2 separate regions of the Mus musculus genome follow, and region 2 is linked to region 1. A link is a contact called in public promoter capture Hi-C data. All regions are on one chromosome and are shown on one strand. The core of a region is the stretch at or near the end of the contact, and the rest is flanking DNA. Distances in the headings are between cores, read along the strand shown.

The links. Promoter capture Hi-C pulls out the DNA fragments that hold promoters and counts their contacts.
Region 2: a promoter capture Hi-C map of pre-B cells shows a contact between it and region 1, with 5 times the contacts expected there. The contact joins the promoter of Ttc3 here to the promoter of Ifnar1 in region 1.

Annotation. Positions count from the first base shown.
Region 1 is chr16:91,482,285-91,487,152 of GRCm38.p6, forward strand. It overlaps Ifnar1 (interferon (alpha and beta) receptor 1), which reads left to right and starts at 2,931. Exons shown (of 11, transcript NM_010508.2): 1 at 2,931-3,132. The coding sequence starts at 3,060.
Region 2 is chr16:94,368,458-94,372,723 of GRCm38.p6, forward strand. Ttc3 (tetratricopeptide repeat domain 3) reads left to right here and starts at 2,282. Exons shown (of 46, transcript NM_009441.2): 1 at 2,282-2,404. It overlaps Pigp (phosphatidylinositol glycan anchor biosynthesis, class P), which reads right to left and starts at 2,093. Exons shown (of 5, transcript NM_001159618.1): 1 at 1,909-2,093; 2 at 1,632-1,735. The coding sequence starts at 1,973.

The DNA of each region.
Region 1 (4,868 bases), core at 1,681-4,180:
AAAGAGGCATTGACAACACTGAACACTCCGTGATAAGAAATCCTGGACCTGTTAGGAACATATGGAGCATACCTGAAAATAATAAGGGATATACAACCTAGAGCCAATATTAGATGGAGACAAAGTGTGAGCATTTATTCTCGAGTCAGGAATGAGACATACAGTGCTTGTTCTTTCCTCTCTTATTTGATATATTGTCTGAAGTCTTAGCTATAGAAATTAAATGAGACCATAAGGGGAATAAAGACAGAATACAAAGAAGTCAGACTACATTTGCACATGACATGATGCTATACTTTAGAAAACCTTACCTAAGAAACCAGAAAACAGCCGGGCATGGTGGTGTGTGCCTTTAATCCCAGCACTCAGGAGGCAGAGGCAGGTGGATTTCTGAGTTTGAGGCCAGCCTAGTCTACAAAGTGAGTTCCAGGACTGCCAGAGCTATACAGAGAAACCCTGTCTTGAAAAACAAAACAACAACAACAACAAAAGAAACCAGAAGACTATAGCTAATAAACAGTAGAGTTGGAGGACACGATCAACATTTTAAGAGACAGTAGTTTTCATATACACCAATATATTCACCAAGAAAGAAATTAGGGAACCTATCCCATTCAAATAGTTTCCCCAATCCCCCAGGGAAGTTCCTAGGAGGACACGTAAAAGAAAAACATCTCTACATTGAAAATTTCAAGGGGCTGGTGAGATGGCTCAGTGGGTAAGAGCACCCGACTGCTCTTCCGAAGGTCCAGAGTTCAAGTCCCAGCAACCACATGGTGGCTCACAACCATCTGTAACGAGATCTGACGCCCTCTTCTGGTGTGTCTGAAGACAGCTACAGTGTACTTACATGTAATAAATAAATAAATCTTTAAAAAAAAAAAAAGAAAATTTCAAGACACTGAAAAAGGAAATCAATGAAGATATTAAACAATGAAAAGGTCTGTCCTGCTCTCAAATTGGCAGAATATGTGAAAACGTCTGTACTACCAAAATTGTCTATAGATTTAATGGATATTTATCAAATTCTATTATTATATTTCCAATGCAATAGAAATAATTTATGGCTTCATATGGAACCACAAACAACTTACTAATAATCAAAGCAGTCCTAACATAAAACATACCTTCAAATTATACGGTAGAGGTATAGAGAGAAAGACAGTCTAATACTGGCATAAAAACAGACAGGAAGGCCAATGGAACAGGTCAGAGGACCTGGAAATAAGCTGGCAAACCGTGTCCCCCCGCCTCTAGAGAAAAGAGGCAAAACCATGGGGATTCAACAAATGGTGCTGGCAAAACTGGACATCCACCTGCAGAAGAATGAGGTTATGGCTTTCACTTTATACAACAGCCAGTGGATCAAAGACTTTAAAACCTGAAGCTTGTAGCCAAAAACACTGGAAATACTGTTCATGACACTGGGGAGGCAAGAACTTTCTGAATGGTAACTAACCCCAAGTCTCAACAGATGGGATTAGTAGATTCATGAAGTTACAGAGCTGAACATCAAGGGAGACTATCTGTGCATCACACAGGCTACAGGATGGGCAAAAAGCCTGTCCAGCTATACCTCAGACAAGGCTCTGATATCTCAAATTCATAAAGAACTTCAGAAAATAAGGAAATGAATCTACCAGGAACAAATGGCCCAATAAATCGAACACAGTTTTCAAACGCTGAAATATGCACCCAGTAACTATCTTTAAAGAACTTAATGTCCTGAGCCACCAGCAAAATGCACACTGACACTGCTTTGCCATTCTACCCCACCCTAGTCAGAATGGCTGACAAGAAATCTGACGAATGATGGTGAGGAAGCAGAGAGGAACTCTTTTTTTTTTTTTTGAGACAGGGTTTGTGTGTGGAGCCTTGGCTGTCCTGGAACTCACTCTCTAGTCCAGGCTGGCCTCGAACTCAGAAACCGCCTGCCTCTGCCTCCCAAGTGCTGGGATTAAAGGCATGTGCCACCACGCCCGGCATAACAAATAAGTTTCTTACTTTTTTTTTTTTTTTTTTCTTTTTTTGGTTTTTCGTGACAGGGTTTCTCTGTATAGGCCTGGCTGTCCTGGAGCTCACTTTGTAGACCAGGCTGGCCTCGAACTCAGAAATCCGCCTGCCTCCGCCTCCCGAGTGCTGGGATTAAAGGCGTGCGCCACCACGCCCGGCCCAACAAATAAGTTTCTTTATAAGATAGTAATCAGACAGAGACGGAGTTAAGGGGGTAGAGAGAGGGCTCAGTGGTTTAAGGGCACGTGCAGAGGACTGGCGTACAAACATGGTAGCTCGGAAGATCAGTAACTTTAATACCAGGGTATCTGCGCTCTACTGGCCTCCATGGGTACCAGGCACGCATATATGTACGGTGCACATATATGCATGCATGCATGCATGCAAAACACTCATACACATAAAACCAGCCTAAAACCACATTATTAGACAAAAGATCCAAACGCTGCATAATTCAAAACCCAAAGATTGAGCGAGTCACAACAGCAAACCATCCCACAAAATCAGGGAATCAAGTATAAAGATCTTGTGCAGTTGAGATAAAAGTGTTGCCGGCGCCTTCCAGGTCCCAGAGTCATTTGATCCACGGCCTCCAGGGATCCCCACACCAGGATTCGAGCCAGTGGACTAGTAACCCCCGGGGCAACGCCTCCGAACCCCCTCCGGACAAAAACAGGAAGCTGAGCCCGGAAGGAGGAGGGGCTGCGCAGGCGCACTGACTGCACCCCGCTTTCCTCTCAGGAGTCTAAGGACAATGCTGGGCAGTCTTTCCGGAAGTGGGGGCGGAGCGTGGCAGGGACCTCAAAGTCCCCAGGCCTTGACTGGACCGCGCCCGGTACTTTCCGAGCCGCTTGCTCGCGGAGAGAGCGTGGCGTCAGCGGAGAAGCTGTGCTGGGTGGAGGGGCGGGGGCGTTCACGGAAGGGGCGGGGCGCTGGAGGGGGCGGGGCGTCGCGGAGGGCCTAGCTGCCCAGAGGTAGTCTCCAGCTCCGCGGTGCTGCTGAGGAGAAGGAGGAGAATGTGAGCCGCCGCCCGGCCTCCCAAGACGATGCTCGCTGTCGTGGGCGCGGCGGCCCTGGTGCTGGTGGCCGGGGCGCCTTGGGTGCTACCCTCAGCTGCAGGTGAGCCGAGGGGCCTGTGCGAGGGCCGGGCACCATGGAGGGAGAGCTGGGCGCGGGTGACCAGAGTCCGCGACGCCCGCCCCCTGCGCCGCTCTTCAGCCTGAGGACGCTACCCGGGCCGAGCCTCAGGGCTGCTGGTGGGCGGGAGACCAGACAGCAGCAGAAATGCGCTCCCAGCCTAGTGCGGTTTGTCCCGGGCTGAGAGGAGTGAGGTGAGAGGCCCCCTAACCGGCCCGAAGTCAAAACCAGGAAACCACTGGGCTAGTTACATCGGGAGAATGCCCACTAAGGGGAGAGACAAGAGTTTTCATAGTGATGTGAGGAACCTAAAAAAGACGACCTAGCCTCACTCCTGGAGGAAAGTTCTGATTCCTCTTAGAAATCTGTATATCTGGGAAGTAAGTGATTGCCCCAAGTCTCACCCCGAAGATGGCCCATTTCTGGCTAGACGTGCATGATGTACATGCAGGCAAAGTGGTCACACATATACAGTAAATCGGAAAAAGACTATTATGAACAGAATACTGTAACTGCTACAAATGCTCTTGGGTCTTTTGTTAATCTCATGAGCACATTTGCTGCTCTTTCTGCACAGAATCAGTAAATCCCAACAGTTGGACTGGAGATCAAGCTAAGAGGATACGGATAACAGGATAGAGTCAGTTTAGGGATGACATCAAAGACTCCGTTGGTGGTACTGGAAGTGTGGCTCAGTGGTAGTGTGCACTTAGCATAGACAGCACTGAGAAACTGACAACTCAGAGTGGGGAGACTTGATGGATAGCTCCTGGTGGCTGAAAAGAAAGAAATTCAGACATCTCAGATGCATCCTCTTACATAGGATGTAACTAGAGGCAGTTCTGTAACCCTCTGGAGTAGAAGCTTGACAGGCGACATGACATGATAGTCTGAGGCAGAAGTTTTCAAAACAGGAGATAACAGTGGAGCCAGACATAGCGTTAAAGGACACTTTTTAAAGTTAAAGCCTCGTTCGGGCTGGAGAGGCGGCTCACAGGTAAGAGCACTTATTGCTCTTGCAGAGGGACCTGGATTGGTTCCCAGCACACAGTTGGTGACTTGCAACCTTCCCTAAATCCTGCTTTGTTCCAGGGGATTGGAATACACTTTTCTGACTTCCTTGGCTATGGGGCACATGTGGTGCACACACAAATGTGCAGGCAGAACACGTATACACATACAGAAAGTCTTTAAAAAACTTGCCTTGATAAGCAGGCATGGTTGCATCAGTGTCACACAAAAAGGACTTTACATCACATTTTAACACAAAGGAGTGACTCTGCTTTGCAGTGAAATTAAAAAATTTATTCTGAAATGTGAGACATACATGTTAAAGGAGTAAGGGGGCCTGTTCTCGGAAGAGTCACAGGTCTATTCTCTACCTACTTGTCCTTGAAGTGTTAGGTTAGTGTCTCAGTTAGGGTTTTACCGCTGTGAACAGACACCATGACCAAGGCAAGTCTTATAAAAGACAACATTTAATTGGAGCTGGCTTACAGGTTGAGAGGTTCAGTCCATTATCATCAAGGGAGGAGCAGGGCAGCATCTAGGCAGACATGGTGCAGGCAGAGCTGAGAGTTCTACGTCTTCATCTGAAGGTGGTTAATGGAAGACTGGCTTCCAGGAAGCTAGGGTGAGGGTCTTAAGCCCACGCCCACAGTTGGAAGACCACACCTCCAAATAATGCCACTCCCTGGGCCAAGCATATTCAAACCATG
Region 2 (4,266 bases), core at 1,032-3,531, 2.9 Mb after region 1:
CATGTATATTTTTATACACAAGAAAGGACTCATTTGTACAAAGGAAGTGGTGGAGACAGGTTTCAGGCTACATCAGCAGTGGTGGGTTTTGTCTTAAGAATGAAGTGTTACAGAGCTTTGTATGCCAAGACTGGAATACAGTAACTCCTGAAGAGATGGTTTGTGCTTTCTGTAAGCTTCTGGTGCCGAACAAAGATGCTTACAGAGATCTTTTCCTTTCTGCATGGTAAGTTGTAGTATTAAAAGATAGCACACAGCAGCACAGCACATGAGGAGGGCTCTTCCTGCTCCTTAATCTCCTCCACCCTATCCCTGTTTTGCTTCCTGGATATGTTTTACTTATCTGTCGTCTCCAAGTATGCAGAAAGCTCAAATGAAGGCAGACAAGGTTTGGTTATTTTACCTTTCCCTGGCCTCTAACACTGTCTGATACATAGTAAGTGCTCAGTAAATTCTTCAATTAGGTTTTGGTTTATCTAACATGCTTGTAGATTCCAATCCTTAAAATCCTCTTTGAATAGTAATTTATAGAAATAAAGGGCAGCTAATGTTTATTAAGCAGCTTCTTTGCATAAATTACCCAAGTTAATACAAGAGTCAAAGGACTTCAGTAGAGTGAAGTCTGCCAGTATACCTGTTCTAATTCCAGTCCTGTTGCTATTTGGCTTTGATCAAGTTACTTAAATTCAGTATTCCCATCTTTAAACTGAGGAAGCAAGGCAGCACCTACTTCACAGGTTCACTTCATGCAAAACACAAAGCTCTCAGGCCAAACAATGATTCCACGAAAGAGCCAGTAACTGTAGCTTCTTCATCCCACTACACTACAGCTAAGCTAGTACTTTTCACTTAAGAATTGGGAAGGATACCTCCACATAGACATTCTGATTTCTATCAAGGACCAGGTTGGATTGTGGGCATTCAATTTTCTACCACTTGATTGCCTCATATCTTCCAAACTATTTGAAGAGGGACTTTGGTTCTGTTTGTTGAGTTGGTCATATTAAGTTTGTTTTTGTTCTTTGTTTTTGTTTTGTTTTGTTTTGTAAGCCTCAGTGGCCTCATCTACAAAATGGAACATTGTGGGCATTAATGCAGATCCCAGACGTTAAGGGTACATTCTTACACCTGACTTCTCTGGCCCATTATCTTCACTCTTCAGCTACAGCATGCTATCCTGGAGCTATAAGCATCTCACTTCCAAACCTTCACAGGCCTTCACTCAGAGACTCTATCCATGGTCCTTCCTGACTTATTCTGATAGAACTGCCAGGGAGTGGCCTGGAGGTAGCTAACCCCAATTTCTAAACCTTCCAAGGCTCTTCCAGGGCACTCATCATGCTCTCTGAACTGTGGGTTTACTATGCTTCTCCACATGACTATGACCTCAAGGATTGGGGCCAGGTTTTATTCACATTAGCATCAAGCCTAGTGCTAAATAAATATTGGAGAGTTCATCTAGAACTGCATACATAAACTGAGCAAACAAACGGTACCCCTTTTAGGACTCGTGAAGAGACACAGGTAGAAAGAATCAACAGTTCATGTGTGTACGTTCTAAGGACAAACACATTATTTCCTGGTTCTCAATACCATTAAGGGCCTTGGCCATCCATCATTCCAGTACTTACTGAAGCCAAATTGTGAGCTTAGGAAAAGAACAAAGCCATAAATCGCTCTTTCTGGCAATGGCGACGGTGAATTTTCCACCATCTTCCCTGTGGCTTTAGACAATCTGTGGAAAAGGAACACAATCGTCGTCAGACATCTCCCCCCGCCCCCCTTCACCAATGGTCTGTTACATAATCTCATCGCTTGCTGCGGACACAGCCACTGCGGATGTTCGCGCGCGCGCGCCACTGCAGCTGAGGGGGCGGCGGGAGCGCGCGCTGCGGGGAAAATGCGCACCTCGGACCCTCTGAGGCGAGGAAGGGGCCCGGGCTGGACAGAGGCCCCGAGTCCTGCCCTCTCATGATGGGCCCTGTCCCAGCCTTCGTGAGGCTCAGAGGAAACAGGAGGCCCGGGACCTTGAGTCCTGCGAGCACCGACGCCCACCCGTCCCCACCCTTCAGCCCCACTCAGTCCAATGCGCAGGCGCGGCTCAGCTACCCCCGCAGCGTGGGCGGAAATTAAAAAAAAAAAAAAACCTGAGGAAAAGCAGAGGCTGGCAGGCGCCCCCGCCGCTTGGCGCAGGCGCACCGCGACCGCAGCGAGGGGGCTAGCACGGTCTCACCACCCACCCCACCGAGCTGAGGGGGCGACGCGGCGACTGCGCATGCGCACCCTAAGCCACGTGACCCGCCCGCCTCAGGAGCCGCGGAGCGTTCGCTCTGCGGGTCTGGTTGACGTGGAGGGCCGGAGGCGTCGGCAGCCCGCGTCTGAGGCTCGCGGGCTGCGGGCCCGGGTGAGTGCAGACCCTGCGCGCGGCGGGGCTCACGGAAGCGTCTGCGCGTCCCGCCGCAGCCGAGATGCCCGGGCATCGGGGCGCTCCACACCTCCCTCCGTGGGTGTGTGGTGAGTGTGGGTGTGCGCGTCGCCGCGCGTCTCGCCGAGCGCCCGCGCGCTGAGGGGGTGTGGCCGCCCTTGCCCTTGTGGGTGTGTTCCCTTTGTCCAGTGACCCTCGGGCGTCCTTAACGGTAGAAGGGGGGTCTTTTGTGTGCGCGTCGCCTGGCGTGCGGGTGACATCCCGGGTCAGGTACCCGTTCCCGCGTTCCGAGCGCTCGGGGACGCGCCTCTGGGTCTGCGGCTGGCCCGCTTTGTTCCTACGCTCTCCCTTCCCTACGACGGCGTGGGCGTCCTTCTCATCCTCTGAGGATGGTGGTTCCCCTCCCACCTTTGTCACTGCCTTCCCTGTGGTGTGCGCGCCCCCTCCTCAGCACCCGCGCGCGCCCGCCCACCCGCCGCTGCGGCAGGCTGCAGTGGCAGGCGCGCGCGTGCGTCCTCGAGGGTCCCCAAAGGTGCGCTGTGTAGGGGCCCTGTGGCGTGCGCGGGGTTGGAATTGCGGTGACGCGCGTGCGCGCTGCCCCTGGTCTGTGTGTGCGCGCCTCTCCCCCCCACCCCCACCCCCGTTTCTGGGAGGACCCGGGAGGGACGCAGAGCTGCCCCCCACCCCACCTCCCCACCTGCAGCCTTTTCCTACGCCTGCGCAGGGCTGCTGCTCCGCAGTGCTGGCGACGTCACTGAGGCCTGGGCTGCCATCTCCTATTGGGGAGGGGACAGACTAGGGGGGTGGGGGGACAAAGGACCAAAATGAAGCCGAGGGTGTGTCGGTACCACTGCACGGTACCTTTCTCAGAAGCTTGTAGTTTCCAGACGTCCTTCAGTTTGCAAATTCTTTCCACCGTTTGTGCTTGTGCCTCTCACCAGGCGATGGCTAACACTGGGTATTGCAGGGTGTTTATAGCAGCCTTTTAAAGCTCTGGACTCTGGCGAGGGATCAAGGGAACAGGGTTGAAATCATACAGGTTTTACTGCTCTCTCCGGGGCAGTTTTCTCACAACCACAGCTCTAGTTAGAACACGTTCTTTCAAGAAATGTGTATTTTATTTTAAGAAAAATGGGTTTGTTATACGGTAAAACTCTCCTAGGGATTCAATTGCCACTACTGTGCTTGTCAGGGGTTTGTGCTTTGCGCTCAAGGGCTGCGGATTGTCTTTCTCTCCTGCTCGGTTTTCTTATTGTTGCTTAATTTTCCTTTTTTCTCTTTTAATTTCTGGAATACTTAGAGATTAAACACAGGTAGATCTAACCAAATCAGGCCATTTTGTTTGTTATATATTTATTTTTTTGCCAAATTTACTTCAGATTCTCCAAAACAAACAAAAACAAAAACAAACAAAAAAAAGCTTAAACATTTTTGGAGATGCTGAGAGTTTGAGCCCCTCCTTACCTAGAGATAGCCACTGTGTTCAGGTTTGTGTGTATCATTTCCATGCATAACTTATAATTTGGTAATGGTGAATATATAAACAATACATAGTATTTGTTTTTAACCAAAGTGATATAAAATTGTGACTTTTTGCAACTTGCTTTTTCACTCAGCATCACGTTTTGAGATTTATATATGAATAAATCGAATAATTGTACTTTCTTTGAATTATTATAAATGTTGGTATAGCACTGCATTGTACTCATTTTGATGGACTTTGGAATTGTTTATAGTCTTTACTCTTTAAAACGGTCCTGCAATAAATATCTCTGTACCTGTTTGCTGTGCACACTTTTGGAGTTTCTCTAGGACATACCCTTAAGCATAATTTTGCTGGG